2 separate regions of the Pan troglodytes genome follow, and region 1 is linked to region 2. A link is a contact called in public HiChIP or PLAC-seq data. All regions are on one chromosome and are shown on one strand. Each heading gives the region's core, a stretch centred on a gene start, on an enhancer-like site or on the middle of the called end of the contact. The rest is flanking DNA. Distances are from core to core; before and after follow the strand shown. Region 1 holds the start of REEP2 (receptor accessory protein 2). Region 2 holds the start of BRD8 (bromodomain containing 8).

Region 1 (6,448 bases), core at 709-3,208, 260 kb before region 2:
CTGGGTAAGTAATGGGAAGAGAGACAGAACTCCCCGCTGGACTGATGAACTCAGGTCAGGGGTTAAGGTCAAAGCAGCATGGAACATGCCCAGCCAGGTAGGGTGATGCCCCCTCCCCGCTCCACTGTTCAGTTTTTCTCTAGCCCCGGAGGCAGGGAAAGGCCCAGAGGCCAGAGGGTCCAATGTAGTCCCTTGCGCCATGATCCTTGGTTACACACAAATATGTCATGGAGACTGGGAGTCAGGTCACTGCCACAGGGTGTCTTCCTTCTTGACCTCATGCCCATTCACACCCATCTGCCCTTACCCTCCACCTCCCTGTCTCAGAGCCAGGCTCTGCGAGGGAACCTGACACCACCTAACAGGGCACCCTACCTGGCAGGCAGAGGTACCACTGTGGCCCTGGGGCCCTAGGGAACAGAGGGCACAGGGGCAGGAGGCCCTGAGAGAGGCAAAGAGGCTTATTCCCCCATGTAAAAACCACAGGGACAGGGCTCAGGGGAGGGCCCCGCTGGTGATCCAAGTACAGAATGCAGACAAGACACAGGCCGGGAAAGAAGAGGACCGATGCCCTTAGGGGCTTGCCCAGGCAAGAGAGAAGCAGCCACCCTGAAGGCCACATGGAGGCGTGAGGCCCCTCCATTCCCCCTGGGGTGGGTGGGGGAAGAGAAGGAGTCTAGAGTAAACCAGGACAGAAGCACTTGGCCGGCCCGGCTGCACCGAATGGGAAGAAGGGAGCAGGGTGGGGCTGCCGGTGTCAGTCCCCAACGGTGGAGGCCGAGGGGCAGTGTCCTCATTAGGGCAGGGGATAGCTCCGAGAACCACGAGGAGCCCCTGTCAGGCTCAGCCCCTTGACAATGTGTGGCTGTCGCCTGTTTCCACATGGACAGGCGGGATACTTCCAAACCGGCTGGTGCAAGTGGAGTGCGGAGCAGAATCCTCAAGGACAAAGTCTGGGGTCGTGGGGAATGGTGTGTGTTCCCTCCTGGGGCCCGGGGAGGTGCCAGAGACACAGCTCCACAGTGTGGCTGGCAGCCTGGAATGAAGGCCACCGAGCGTCCTCCCCCAGCGGGGTCCACAATCCCAGGCTGAGCACACACATCCCCTCTCCCAGTTACCTCTCACACTTTGTCCTCCGAGCATTTCTGCTTCCCGATACCCAGACTTCCTCCCTAGGGGGCCTAAGGGCATGTGCCCTCGTCCCCAGTCTCCTGACAGTGAGTGGAAGGGAGAGACCAAGGGGCCTGGTGATGGCTCTGAGCTGCGGAATGATGATGAGGCCCTGCCTTGCTCCACTCTCTTCCATCACCCTGTTACCTCCCCCAGAGGGACAGGGCCCGGTCCGAGGATCTCCTCCAGCCCAGACCTGCTAGGTGGGGGAGGGGACGCGCCTGCCTCCCCTTTTAAATCAAGCCGTGCTGCTCAGCCTCTAGGATGGGCGCAGGAGCAAGGACGGTAGAAATAAAAGAGGTTATTAATAAAGAATGTGGGTGAGGTCCCTGGGAAGCCAGGCCTGCCACGCTCCCCTAATATTCCCCCCTCCAGTCCTGGGTGCCACATCTCCATGTCTCTGGGGGCCCCAAATAAGGACGCAGCGCCTTTAGGTGACTCTGCTGCACGAAGCTTCGGAGAAGTCCACCCGGGCTTTAACACCCCCGCCCTCCATCACAGCCCACATCACCCCCCGCCGCCGCCGCACTCACACCACCAGGCGAGAGATGATCCAGGACACCATGGCGGGGCCGGGCGCGGCGCGGGGCGGGGACCCGGCCCGGCCGAGGATGCAGCTGCCTGAGGCCGAGCGGCGGCGGCGGCGGCGGCAGCAGGAGCCGCAGTAGCAGCAGCAGCCGCTGCAGCAGCCGCCGCGGGGGCAGCGGAGCGCCCAGCGCCGCCGTTAAAGGGGAGGTCCCTGCCGCAGCGGCGGGCCGTGGGCGGTGGCGGCTCTTAAAGGGGAGGCCGGGAGGCCGCGGCGGCGGCGGCGGCACGCCCCCGCCCCGGCACCTGCTGTGGCCGGGCATGCGCCTCCGACCCTCAGTGCCCTGCCTTCCTCGAATCGCTTGTTCATCTTTCTTGGGTTTCAAGCCCTAGGCTGTTGTCGTGGAGGTCTCCATGGTTACATCCTGACATCGACCCCTGCCCACCTCCTGCCCTGCCCACATCAGGCGCTTACTGTGTGCCAGCCCCTGTGCTAAGAGCTTCACTGCGTTGCCAGTGAATCCTCTTGACCACCCTATAAGGCAGGCGCTATAAATGCCCTCATTTTGAAGATAAGGGAATGAGAAGCTTAAGGCTCAATAATCTGTTGAGAGTCACAAAGCCACCAAGTCATGCTGCTAAGATGACCCCAGGAAGCCTACTTTAAATAGGTTACATCCCCCAACTGCTGACTAGCAAACTCTCATCACAGGCCCTGAAGACATCCACCTGAGCTCCTGAGTCACAGGTACAGCCGCACCTGTCCACCCCACTCCTTCTCACCCCGTTGAAAGAGGATCTCCCCTGACCAGATGATGTTTTGTTTTTTTGAGACAGGTCCTCACTCTGTCGCTCAGGCTGGAGTGCAGTGGCACAATCTCAGCACACCTCCTGGGCTTGAATGATCCTCCCGCCTCAGCCTCCCGAGTAGCTGGGACTAGAGGCCCAAAACACCACCAGCTAATTCCTGTATTTTTTTTTTTTTTTTTTTTGCCAAGATGGGGTTTTGCAATATTGCCCAGGCTGATCTCAAACTCCTGAGCTCAAGCGATCCACCCGCCTCAGCCTCCCAAAGTGCTGGGATCACTGGTGTGAGCCACTGGGCTGCTGGTCTGCTTTTTTAGGTTGTCAGCTCCTAAGCTTTGCAGCGGAACAGAGCTTTATGCTCTCAATGTGATTACTGACAACAAAGGGTCAACCTTCTTTTCAAACAGGGGGGCTGCGAGAGGGTCCTGGGGCTCCAGCTGCACCCCCATCAGCAAGCACTAGTGGCAGTGAATGTCCTGATTCTAAAGACATTTATATCCAGAATGTAGGCTAGCCTGCCTCCTGATCTTCAGGAAAGCAACCAACCTCCAACCATCCACCAACACCCCCAGCCCTATTGCTCTCCTTTCCTGTCCCATTTTAAAGCTTCTGCATTCCTCTACCCTTTATGTTGAGGTGTAATCCTTCGGGTGACCACAGCATCAACCTGTGCCCATCTGGGCTGAAAGGACACATTCAGAACTGTGTATTTCAAAGAATCATGGTCTTATTCAAGCTCAGTATCCCTGAACCACACAATGGTCTATTTCTAACCTGGTAAATTATATTTCCAGGTTCAAACACTTTGGAAGATGTTTCCCAAAACGTTCCAGAAAAGCAGCCTCTGATAACCCCTCTTGCTATTCTTTACAACTTCCTCTCCAGAAAGCATCTCCTAATTGGAATGCAGTCTGTTATCATCCCACAATGAAACACTTTAATTACTGCTTGATAAATCCCACGAGTGTCTCCCACCATCTCTAAGGTGGATCTATGGCCACACGTTTCATGTAGGCAGCCAGGCCGCCTGCTTAAGAATCCCACCACAGACTGTCCAACTTTGCTGAGGCCACACACCATGACCCTTCCCCCTAGACTCTGCCACAGGAAGGGAGGACCCCAACTTTCCCACTCCATTCACAAAGCATAAAGTATGGGGAAACATGTCTCTCTTTCTACCCTCTAATTCATGTGGCCCCTTCCCCTTACCCCCAATTCCCCAAACCATACTGACCTCACCCTGGCACTTTCCTTTCTCCTAACATGGCACAGTCTCAACAAGCAAAGAAAAATATCTGGGTGTAGCACAGTCATGAAGACCTGGAAATGAATCCCCCACCTCCAACCCAACTCCCAATCTGATGTTGATTTTAGAAGGGTTGGTACACAAATAATTTAGTCCACTCCAAACAGATTTGTTAGATTTTTAATAAGAACATGGAAATCCCAATCAGCCCTTCAACAAAATTAAAATACAGAAAGTGAAATTAAAAGTATTCTACATTAAATGACTTTTATTTAAAAAAAAAAAAAGTAACTGTGAACATATAAACAGCCTGCAGGGCACTACAGTACAGCTGGAGAGAGATACATTTTCCAATGTACCTATGGGCCAATGAATCCCACCATTTTCAAATAAATCCTTAATCAGACTCCACTCAGTTGGAAAGTTTTGCTGAAAATATTTCTGGATAAAAAACAAAAAACCTCATGTTGGAAATCAACTGTCCTTCCCATTTGGAAACGTTAAGAGGAGTCCCCAGGGAACACTGGTAATAAGTGAAAATGGTTCCTGGAGTCACCAGTGTTGTACACACACATGGGGAACACACCACAGCTTAGACGTGACAAAGTTCCTTCTCATATGACTGTTCCCTCAAGGTAAGACTAAGATGGGAGGGGGAGAAAAAGAATCCTAAAAAAGCCAATTTTAAAAAATTCTGCTTTGGCTGATTTTGTGCTATAATGGGTAGCTGATTTCTAAAAATCATATTTCTTCAAAGAGTTTTATATCGAAAGGAAGACTAAATGTAATGTGCCTTTCCTTATAATCCAGGAAAACAACTGTGGTATTTCAAAAATTCTAAAAATATCTACTTTCATGAAATAGTAACTATTTCACTACAAACCTATTTTTCACTAAATACACACATTTCCTAATCCTGGAGCCTCCTGGGAAAAGCAGTGGGTTCTCCCTGGGTCTTGCAAGACTCCAGTGTTCACAGGAGAGTGTGGGGAATGGCTTCACCCCGTCTCCTGGGATGGGCTTTGTCAGAGGTCACGTGCAGAGACGCTATCAGACTTCCACCAGGCATGTTTAAGCAATTACCCCATACTTGTACCAGTTATGTGATTTCCCCTATCTCCAAACACATTCCCACTTAACTAGGCACAAGAGGAAAAGAAAAGAAAGGTGTGCCCGTGAATCTCAAATCAGGAGAATGTGCAGGAAAGCCCCGCCATGTTCAGGCAATTTGGATTTCCAAAAGGCCACAGGATAGGGATGTGGCACTCTTGGCTTGGAGTCTCAAACTGTGTGTGTGAACAGTACGACTTTCCTGTGTCAACCTTCAGTGTTGAGGCAGCGTAGAAGAGAGTGGCTGGAGAGTTTGGAATACTGACCACACTGGCTCTGGGTGAAGGGCCTCTGCTCCAGCAAAGAGCCCTGCCGTTCCCTGTTAAGTGTTGTGAGTGAAAGACCTGCTTCACAGGGGAGCTTGGAGTTTCTCCATGCCTAGGACCTTGCCAGTTTGGATTCATGAGCCTTGAGGGTGCCAACCGCATCTTTCACTGCATGGTAAATGATGTTCTTCACCTAGAGAAGGTGTACAGCAAAGTCAGTTCACAGCAGCCCCATGCAAATGTACGTTCTACCTTGACTGTAAGCCTACTGGTTTAGTGGGGAAACTCCCAAAAAGGACTGTGCGTTCCTGTATCAATCCCCACAGTCATTTACAAATGACATAGGGCATGAGGTGTGTACTCAAAAAAGAATAATGAAGTTATGTGAAAGGCTATCTGATCACCATCATTTATGTGCTTACTATGTCCTGGGCAGGCGCTGCTGCTGAGCTCTTTATGTGGACCTTTGCTTAATCCTTGACAGAATCCTATGAGGTAGGTTCTATTATTATCATGCCCAATTTACAGAGGAGAAACTGCGGAAACTAAGGCCACAGTGAACACCTGGAGAACTTTGCTTCCTTATATGGTTAAGAGGCTTCCTTAAGGTTCTACAGCTAATAAGGATGCATTAAAACAAGAGGAGAAAGCAGGATTATGGCCTATTTTTTCCCTTCGTGCTTATATGTTTTCTGATTTGGATATATTACCTGTGAAATTGGAACACACAATAAAAGTTATTGAAAAAAGTGAACAGGCATATTAAAGTGAAGAGAATAAAGACAGCTTTCTTTTAAAGGGCTGACAAGAAAACTGAGGTTATTTCTGGGGAGGAGAAGTGGGGAAATGCAAAGGGGAAGGGTACATGGGGGCTTCAACCATGTAGTTGCTGTATATGTATGTGTGCTATAATTTCTTAAGCTGGGTCATGGGCATCCAAGTCCCTCTTTTACTATTCTCCATTAATTTTTTTGCATTGCTTCAACAAAGATTTATGAATACCTACTATGTGTCAGACATTGTGCTAAGGAAAAGCAGTGAGTAAAATGTAAAATTCCTGCCTTCACAGCGCTTAAATAGCTTACATTCTAGTAGGGTTAAGTAACAGATTAAAAAAATATATCTATATCTGTATCTATAGCTGTATCTCAGATGGTGAAAATACTACAGGAAAAATAAAGTAGTGAAAGTGGGACTGGTAGTGCTGGAGCAGGAGTTGTTATTCTAAACAGGGTAGTCAGGAAAGGTCTTTTTTTTTTTTTTTTTTGAGATGGAGTCTAACACTGTTGCCCACGCTGGAGTGCAGTGGCGCCATCTCAGCTCA
Region 2 (6,943 bases), core at 165-2,664:
TCAAGGCAAAGAGAGATAACTATTATTCCCTGAAAGATTAACTAAGAGCATGCATTTGAGGGTATTTCATTAATGCAATGCAAATTATAGTTCTTCTGGACACACAACTCAATTTTTTTTTTTACTTGTCATGCCCTTAATTTTTTTTTCTTTTCATAGCCATTTTGTCCTAAATGCCCTTAATTTTGAATTGATCTCAGACCTTTAGGATTGCTAGTCTTTGACCTCATACTACCCTGTATGGACAATTATTGGCCTGAGGATATCACTTTCCGCCCCAGCCACTCCCCAGTTCCTTTACCTGCTGCTTGTCCTCTAGGGAGGTAGAGACGACAGAGCAGTCTGATAGCAGGTTCTTGCGTACCACAGACCCCAAATCTGCAGCTGTGGACTCAAACATGGGAGAAACTACGACATCGTCATCGGACAGCAAGCCCGCTGGCGGAGAAAGGATCCCTTGCGACATGACGGCAGGGGCAGCCTAGGTCTAAAAAGAGACCAAAAAGTGGGCAGGGAGAAGAACCTTTAGGGACAGAAGGGGCCGCGAATTTTAGGTAATAAGTCCCTTGCCCCAGGACACCGTGTCCCGCTTCCTACTTCTTTTCCCCTCCAATTATCGGCAAAGGGGAAGGGAATGAGAGAAGTTCACTTAATGAACAATTGAGAGAAGTTTGAGGCGGCATTTCTGAACGCGAACAGAAGTCCACAGAAATCTGGCTCCAAAAGCAGAAGGCTACGCCTAAAGTAGGGCACCTCGCCCGCCGGTGCTGTGGAGGTGGTGTCAGGATCCCTCGGCTCCTTCTCTAACCTCACCCCAAGGACCACCGTGAGAACACAGATGCAGCATTAAGAGAAAAACAGATGGCTGCAGCTCCGATTTCTTAAAGCCTATTCCGCGCGGGCAAGAGCTGGTAACCCGGGCTCCAGCACAGCCGCACACTCACCCGAAGACGTGCCACTTGCTCCTCCTGGGATACTGGCTCACTCACACCTAGTCGCCGAAGCTGGACTTTCGCAGCCGCAGAGCACAACTCCGCCCACGAGGTGCAGCTTTGTTACAGATACAATATTTTAAATTACGCGCTGCGTTCGTTCGGCCAATCAGATAGGGAAGCCTGCAGCTACCAATCCGCGTAAGGAAAAGGGGCGGGCCTGACTGGAATTCCAGTCGTTCGCTTCCGCTTGACCGCTCAGATCTAATGTGGGTCCGGGTTACCAACTGTCGTGGATTCGCAGTTATTTTGCCTGGGATTCTTCCAACTTAACGTTTTTCCTTGAACCTTAGACATTTCTTACCTAAGAGCCTAAAGGAAATCTTGAGTCTTCAGCCGCCAACTCCTGTCCTTCCTTAGCAACAATCTTAACAGGAGTGCACAGGATAACTGGTTTAGGGTGCTTGCTTTGTCTTAAGGGGAAAAACGACATTTCCCAGGAGGCACCGCGAACCAACGCCGGTACACTATTTCCCAGAATTCCAGGGTTTCGGCCCTACCAGACCGTCTCTCCTCAGGGTTGGAGACTTCGGGGCCAAGATGGCGACGGGAACGGGCAGTGAGTATCTGAGCAGGTTTTGCCTGAAAGGCCTTTGTAGATCCGAGGCTAGGCACCATATTTTTGTTACACGCTTAGGGAGTGGGAGAAGTGGGTTGCTTGAGAGCCCAGGGTTTTCAGAGACCTGCGCTCTACAGCATCGTGAAGACCAACGTTTGGGGGCCCAGAAATCTGGGGTCTTGTTTCTCAGGGAGGGAGCGGAGGTGTGAGAGAAGCAGCTTAGTGAATCCTAGTGTGTTAGGAGCTCTGCGGGTTAACCGTAAAAGCACTCTAGAAACTTGGGCGTGCAGACGAAAAGATGTTATGAGCCAGACGGAGTAACCGGCAGCTCAAAGCCATTCATTTTTTTGTCTGACGTTTGTGAGGCAGTGGAAGTGGGGTCTTTTAACCATGAGCTTTTCTTGCCACTCAGGAAATTGCATCTCGGGGATTTCAGCCATTTTTCTTTTTTTGGACTGAAAAGCTCTTTTACGCCCGACATTTGGAATAGAGGATCTGAGAGAAGTAAACAAGTTTATGCTAAGAGGGAGGCGGGGTAGTAGGAGGGGCTGGCCGCTCGGGTTCCTGGGAAATAAGCCCTGAATAAGTTTAAACTGGAATAAAGTCCAGTATTCTTAAAACTGAGCTTTTAGGGAGAACTGCCTAATCTGACATTCCCTGTTTCTTAATAAAGCGGAGCTTCAAGCCATGGCGTTTTAAGAAATAAAATGTTAATAATTCACATGCAACGAATAGGTACCCCGGTCACTGGTGATATTTCACTTGGAGAGGTGAAAATCAAGATTTGGTTATAGTAGCTCACTTTGTCCTAACAAGTTGGGATGTTTTGTATTAGGCTTTTAGTCCTCTTTTTGGGGATTTTGGAGCTTAGCACTACAGTCTCAGTGGTTGTTTCCAAGGCTTTTTTTTTTTTTCTCCCTTTCCCAGAACACAAGCTGCTAAGCACTGGCCCCACAGAGCCATGGTCCATCCGAGAGAAGCTATGTTTAGCATCTTCTGTCATGAGAAGTGGAGATCAAAATTGGTAAGGTATCTAGGATGTCAGCTTTTCTGGGTCTTAGAAATTGTTAGATACTCTTGCACATTGGTAGATTTCTATAGTTAATCATATTAAGCTGTAAGTAGACTTTCTTTTCTTTTTCTTCTTTTTTTGAGACTGAGTCTCCTTCTGTTGCCCAGGCTGGAGTGCAGTGGTGCGGACATGCCCAGCTAATTTTTGTATTTTTTAGTAGAGACAGAGTTTCGCCATGTTGGCCAGGCTGGTCTCGAACTCCTGACCTCAGGTGATCCGCCCACCTCGGCCTGCCAGAGTGCTGGGATTACAGGTGTGAGCCACTGCGCCTGGCCATGCCTGGCTAATTTTGTATTTTTAGTAGAGACGGGATTTCACCATGTTGGCCACGATGGTCTCAATCTCCTGACCTCATGATCTGTCCTCCTGGGCCTCCCAAAGTGCTGGGATTACAGGCGTGAGCCACTGCGCCAGGCCTTTTTTTTTTTTTTTTTTTTTTGAGACAAGATTGCACTCTGTGGCCCAGGCTGGAGGGCAGTGGTGTGATCTTGGCTCACTGCAACCTCCATATCTCAGGCTCAAATGATCCTCCACCTCAGCCTCTTGAGTAGCTGGGACTACAGGTGCACACCACCATGCCCAGCTAATTTTTTTTTTTTTTTTTGTAGAGATGGGGGTTTCATCATGTTTCCTAGGCTGGTCTCGAACTCCTGCGTTCGAGCGATCCGCCCAACCTACTGGGATTACAGGTGTGAGCCACCAGGCCAGCTGTATTTCTTTTTTTAAACAGCTTTATTGAGATATAATTCACATACTATAAAATTAACCTACTTAAAATGTACAATATAATGGTTTTTAGTATATTCACAGTTGTGCAACCATCACCACAATCTAATTTTAGAACATTTTATTCTAAGAAAAACCCCTTACTCCTTAACTGTCAGTCCATGTTGTCCCCTCCTCACCACCCCCAAGCAAGCACTCATCTACTTTCTATTAATTAATTAATTAATTTGAGACAGAGTCTCACTGTCACACAGGCTGGAGTGTAGTAGTGAGATCTTGGCTCACTGCAACCTCCGCCTTCCAGGTTCAAGCGATTATCGTGCCTTAGCCTCCCAAGCAGCTGGGATTACAGCCATGCGCCACCACGAGTGGCCTGGCTAATTTTTGTATTTTTAGTAGAGATGAGGTTTTGTCCAGGCTGGTCTTGAAGTAATGCACCAGTCCTGGCCTCCAAAAGTGCTGGGATTACAAGTGTGAGCCACCATACCCAGCCAACTCTCTTGTCTCTGTAGATTTGCCTATTCTGGATATTTCATACAAATGGAATGATACGTGCTCTTCTGGACTTTTTTTTTTTTTTTTAATCACTTGACATAACACTTTTTAAGGTTCATTCTTATGTAGCATGTATCAATACTTAATTCCTTTTTTAGCTGAATAATAATCTGTTGTATGAATATACCAAGTTTTGTTTATCCATCACTTGATAGACAATTGGGTTGTTTCCACTTTTTGGCCATTATGAATAATGCTGATGATGTGCACATTCATGTACAAGGTTGTGGACAATGTTTTTAATTCTCTTGAGTTTTTTATTCAAGGAGTGAAATTGCTGGGTTATGTAGTAACTTTATTATGTTTGACTTTTTTTTTTTTTTTTGCAGACAGGGTCTCACTGTCACCCAGGCTGGAGTGCAGTAGTGCGATCGTGGTTCACTGCAACCTCTGCCTCCTGGGCTCAAGTGATCCTCCGGCCTCAGCCTCCTGAGTAGCTGGGACTACAGGCACATGCCATCACCCCTGGCTAATTTTTGTATTTTTTGGTAGGGATGGGGTTTTGCCATGTTGCCCAGGCTGAACTTTTTTTTTTTTAAATTTAAATATTTATGTTTTTGTAGAGACGAGGTCCCACTATGTTCCCCAGGCTGGTCTCCAACTCTTGGCCTCAAGTGATCCTCCCAGTTTAGCATCCTGAGTAGTTGGGAATACAGACCCTTGCCACCATGCTTGACTAATTTTTTGTGTTTTTTTGTCACTTGTTGCCCAGGCTGGCTTGAACTCCTGGGCTCAAGTGATCCTCCCACCTTAGCCTCCTAAAGTGCTAGGATTATAGGCGTGAGCCATCACTCCCAGCCTAGAACTATCATCATTTTACCTTTCTCGGTATCAGCCCCTCACCCCCTTTCTTTTGAATCATCCATTATGAATTTAACTCTCTTGCCACATTTATAAACAATTCAGTACTTTGCTGATGGTCATGCTTCCTAGCATTTTGTTTGTTTGTTTTTTAAATCTAATTTTTGAAATAATATGTGGCCACCATAAAAACAAAAACACTATATAGAAAGAGCAATAGCAACAAAGAAATGGGTTAAAAACTTGAGTTTAAGGCCGGGCGTGGTGGCTCACGCCTGTAATCCCAGCACTTTGGGAGGCCGAGGTGGGCGGATCACAAGGTCAGGAGATTGAGACCATCCTGGCTAACACGGTGAAACCCCGTCTCTACTAAAAATACAAAAATCAGGTGTGGCGGCGTGCGCCTGTAGTCCCAGCTACTCAGGAGGCTGAGGCAGGAGAATGGTGTGAACCCAGGAGGCGGAGCTTGCAGTGAGTTGAGATCGTGCCACTGCACTCCAGCCTGGGCAACAGAGCAAGACGCCGTCTCAAAAAAAAAAAACAAAACTTGAGTTTATTTTTTGTCACACATACAGGAAGTCTAGGCAGTCCACAGCTCTCATAGCAACTTCACAGTGACATTAGAGGCTCAGGATCTTCTCTTTCTGTTCCACCTTCCTCAGTGCATAGTTTATCTTCTGGTTATCTTATGGTTCACGGTGGCTGCTTGACCTTCAGCTATCACATCCTTGTTCCATGCAACAAGAAGGAAGGGGGTTGGTAAGAAAGGTCACATCTCTTCCCTTTTAACAACTTTTTTGTGATATAATTGATGTGCAGTAAACTGCACCTTTTTTTTTTTTTTGAGATGGAGTCTCACTCTGTTGCGCAGGCTGGAGTGCAGTGGTGCAATCTTGGCTCACTGGAACCTCTGCTTCCCAGGTTCAAGTGGTTCTCCCACCTCAGCCTCCCGTGTAGCTGGGACTACAGGCCTTTGCCACCATGCCTGGCTAATTTTTGTATTTTTTGGTAGAGATAGGGTTTTACCATGTTGGCCAGGCTGGTCTTGAACTCCTGACCTCAGATGATCCACCTGCCTCGGCCTCCCAAAGTGCCGGGATTACAGGCATGAGCTACGACACCCGGCCAGTGCACATATTTAAAGCATAAGACATGGTATTTTTGAAATATATATACATCTGTGAAACTATCCACAATTAAGGTAATTATTATAGTATCCATTAACAGATGAATGGGTAAAGAAAATATATATATGTATACACACACACACACACAATGGAATACTGTTGAGCCATAAAAAAGAATTAAATCCTCCTTTTGTGATTCCATGGTTGAGCCTGGAGGATAGTATGTAAAGTGAAATAAGCCAGACACATAAAGAAATACCATATGATCTCAGTTATATGTGGAATCTAGGAAAAATTATAGACCTCACAGAACTAGAGAATAGAATGGGGCTGGGTGCAGTGGCTCACATCTGTAATCCCAGAACTTTGGGAGGCCAAGGCGGGAGGTCGCTTGAGATCATGCATTGGAGACCAGTCTGGGCAATATGACAAAACTATAAAAAAACACAAAAATATTAGCCAGGTCTGGTGGTGTGTGCCTATAGTTCCAGCTACTCGGGAGGCTGAGGTGTGAGGATAGCTTGAGCCAGGGAGGCAACATAAGAGAAACTGTTCCCTACAAAAAAGAAAATTAGCCAGGCATGATGGTGCATCTGTGATTTCAGCTACTTGGGTGGGGCTGCAGTGAGAGGTTGCCTAAGCCTCAGAGGTGGAAGCTACAGCAAGCCATGATTGTCCCACTGCACTGAAGTCTGGGTGACAAAGTGAGATATTGTCTAAACAAAAACAATGTGTGTTTTGTGTGTGTGTGCGTGTGTGTATACACATCACATATATTTGTATATGTATATAAACTGAGCTCATTTTTAAACAAAACAGGTAAACTGGTTTGAAATAGAATCTAATCTGTATATTTCCTCACATTTTTATTAGATAAATAGTGTTAAGAATCTTTTTTTTTTTTGAGATGGAGTCTCACTGTGTCACCCAGGTTGGAATGCAGTGGCACGATCTCGGCTCACTGCAACCTCCACCTCCTGGATTTAAGTGATTGTCCTGGCTCAGCCTCCCGAGTAGCTGGGATTAAAGGTGCACGCCACCATGCCTGGCTAATTTTTGTATTTTTAGTAGTGATGGGGTTTCACCACGTTGGCCAGGCTGGTCTCAAACT

Evidence for each region. HiChIP or PLAC-seq counts read pairs in DNA pulled down with a chosen protein or histone mark.
Region 1: an H3K4me3 HiChIP or PLAC-seq map of stem cell-derived excitatory neurons shows a contact between it and region 2, with 4 times the contacts expected there. The contact joins the promoter of REEP2 here to the promoter of BRD8 in region 2. A contact is called at or near these places in 2 of 7 Hi-C or Micro-C datasets (both in induced pluripotent stem cells) and 1 of 1 datasets of contacts at active chromatin or transcription factors (stem cell-derived excitatory neurons).

What each region holds. Positions count from the first base shown.
Region 1 is chr4:136,163,637-136,170,084 of NHGRI_mPanTro3-v2.0_pri, reverse strand. It overlaps REEP2 (receptor accessory protein 2), which reads right to left and starts at 1,958. Exons shown (of 8, transcript XM_001171261.6): 1 at 1,704-1,958. The coding sequence starts at 1,735. KDM3B (lysine demethylase 3B) reads right to left here. Exons shown (of 24, transcript XM_517956.7): 24 at 3,913-5,317. The coding sequence ends at 5,237.
Region 2 is chr4:135,900,673-135,907,615 of NHGRI_mPanTro3-v2.0_pri, reverse strand. It overlaps BRD8 (bromodomain containing 8), which reads left to right and starts at 1,414. Exons shown (of 27, transcript XM_063810726.1): 1 at 1,414-1,551; 2 at 2,479-2,575. KIF20A (kinesin family member 20A) reads right to left here and starts at 1,468. Exons shown (of 19, transcript XM_001170694.7): 1 at 945-1,468; 2 at 302-487. The coding sequence starts at 466.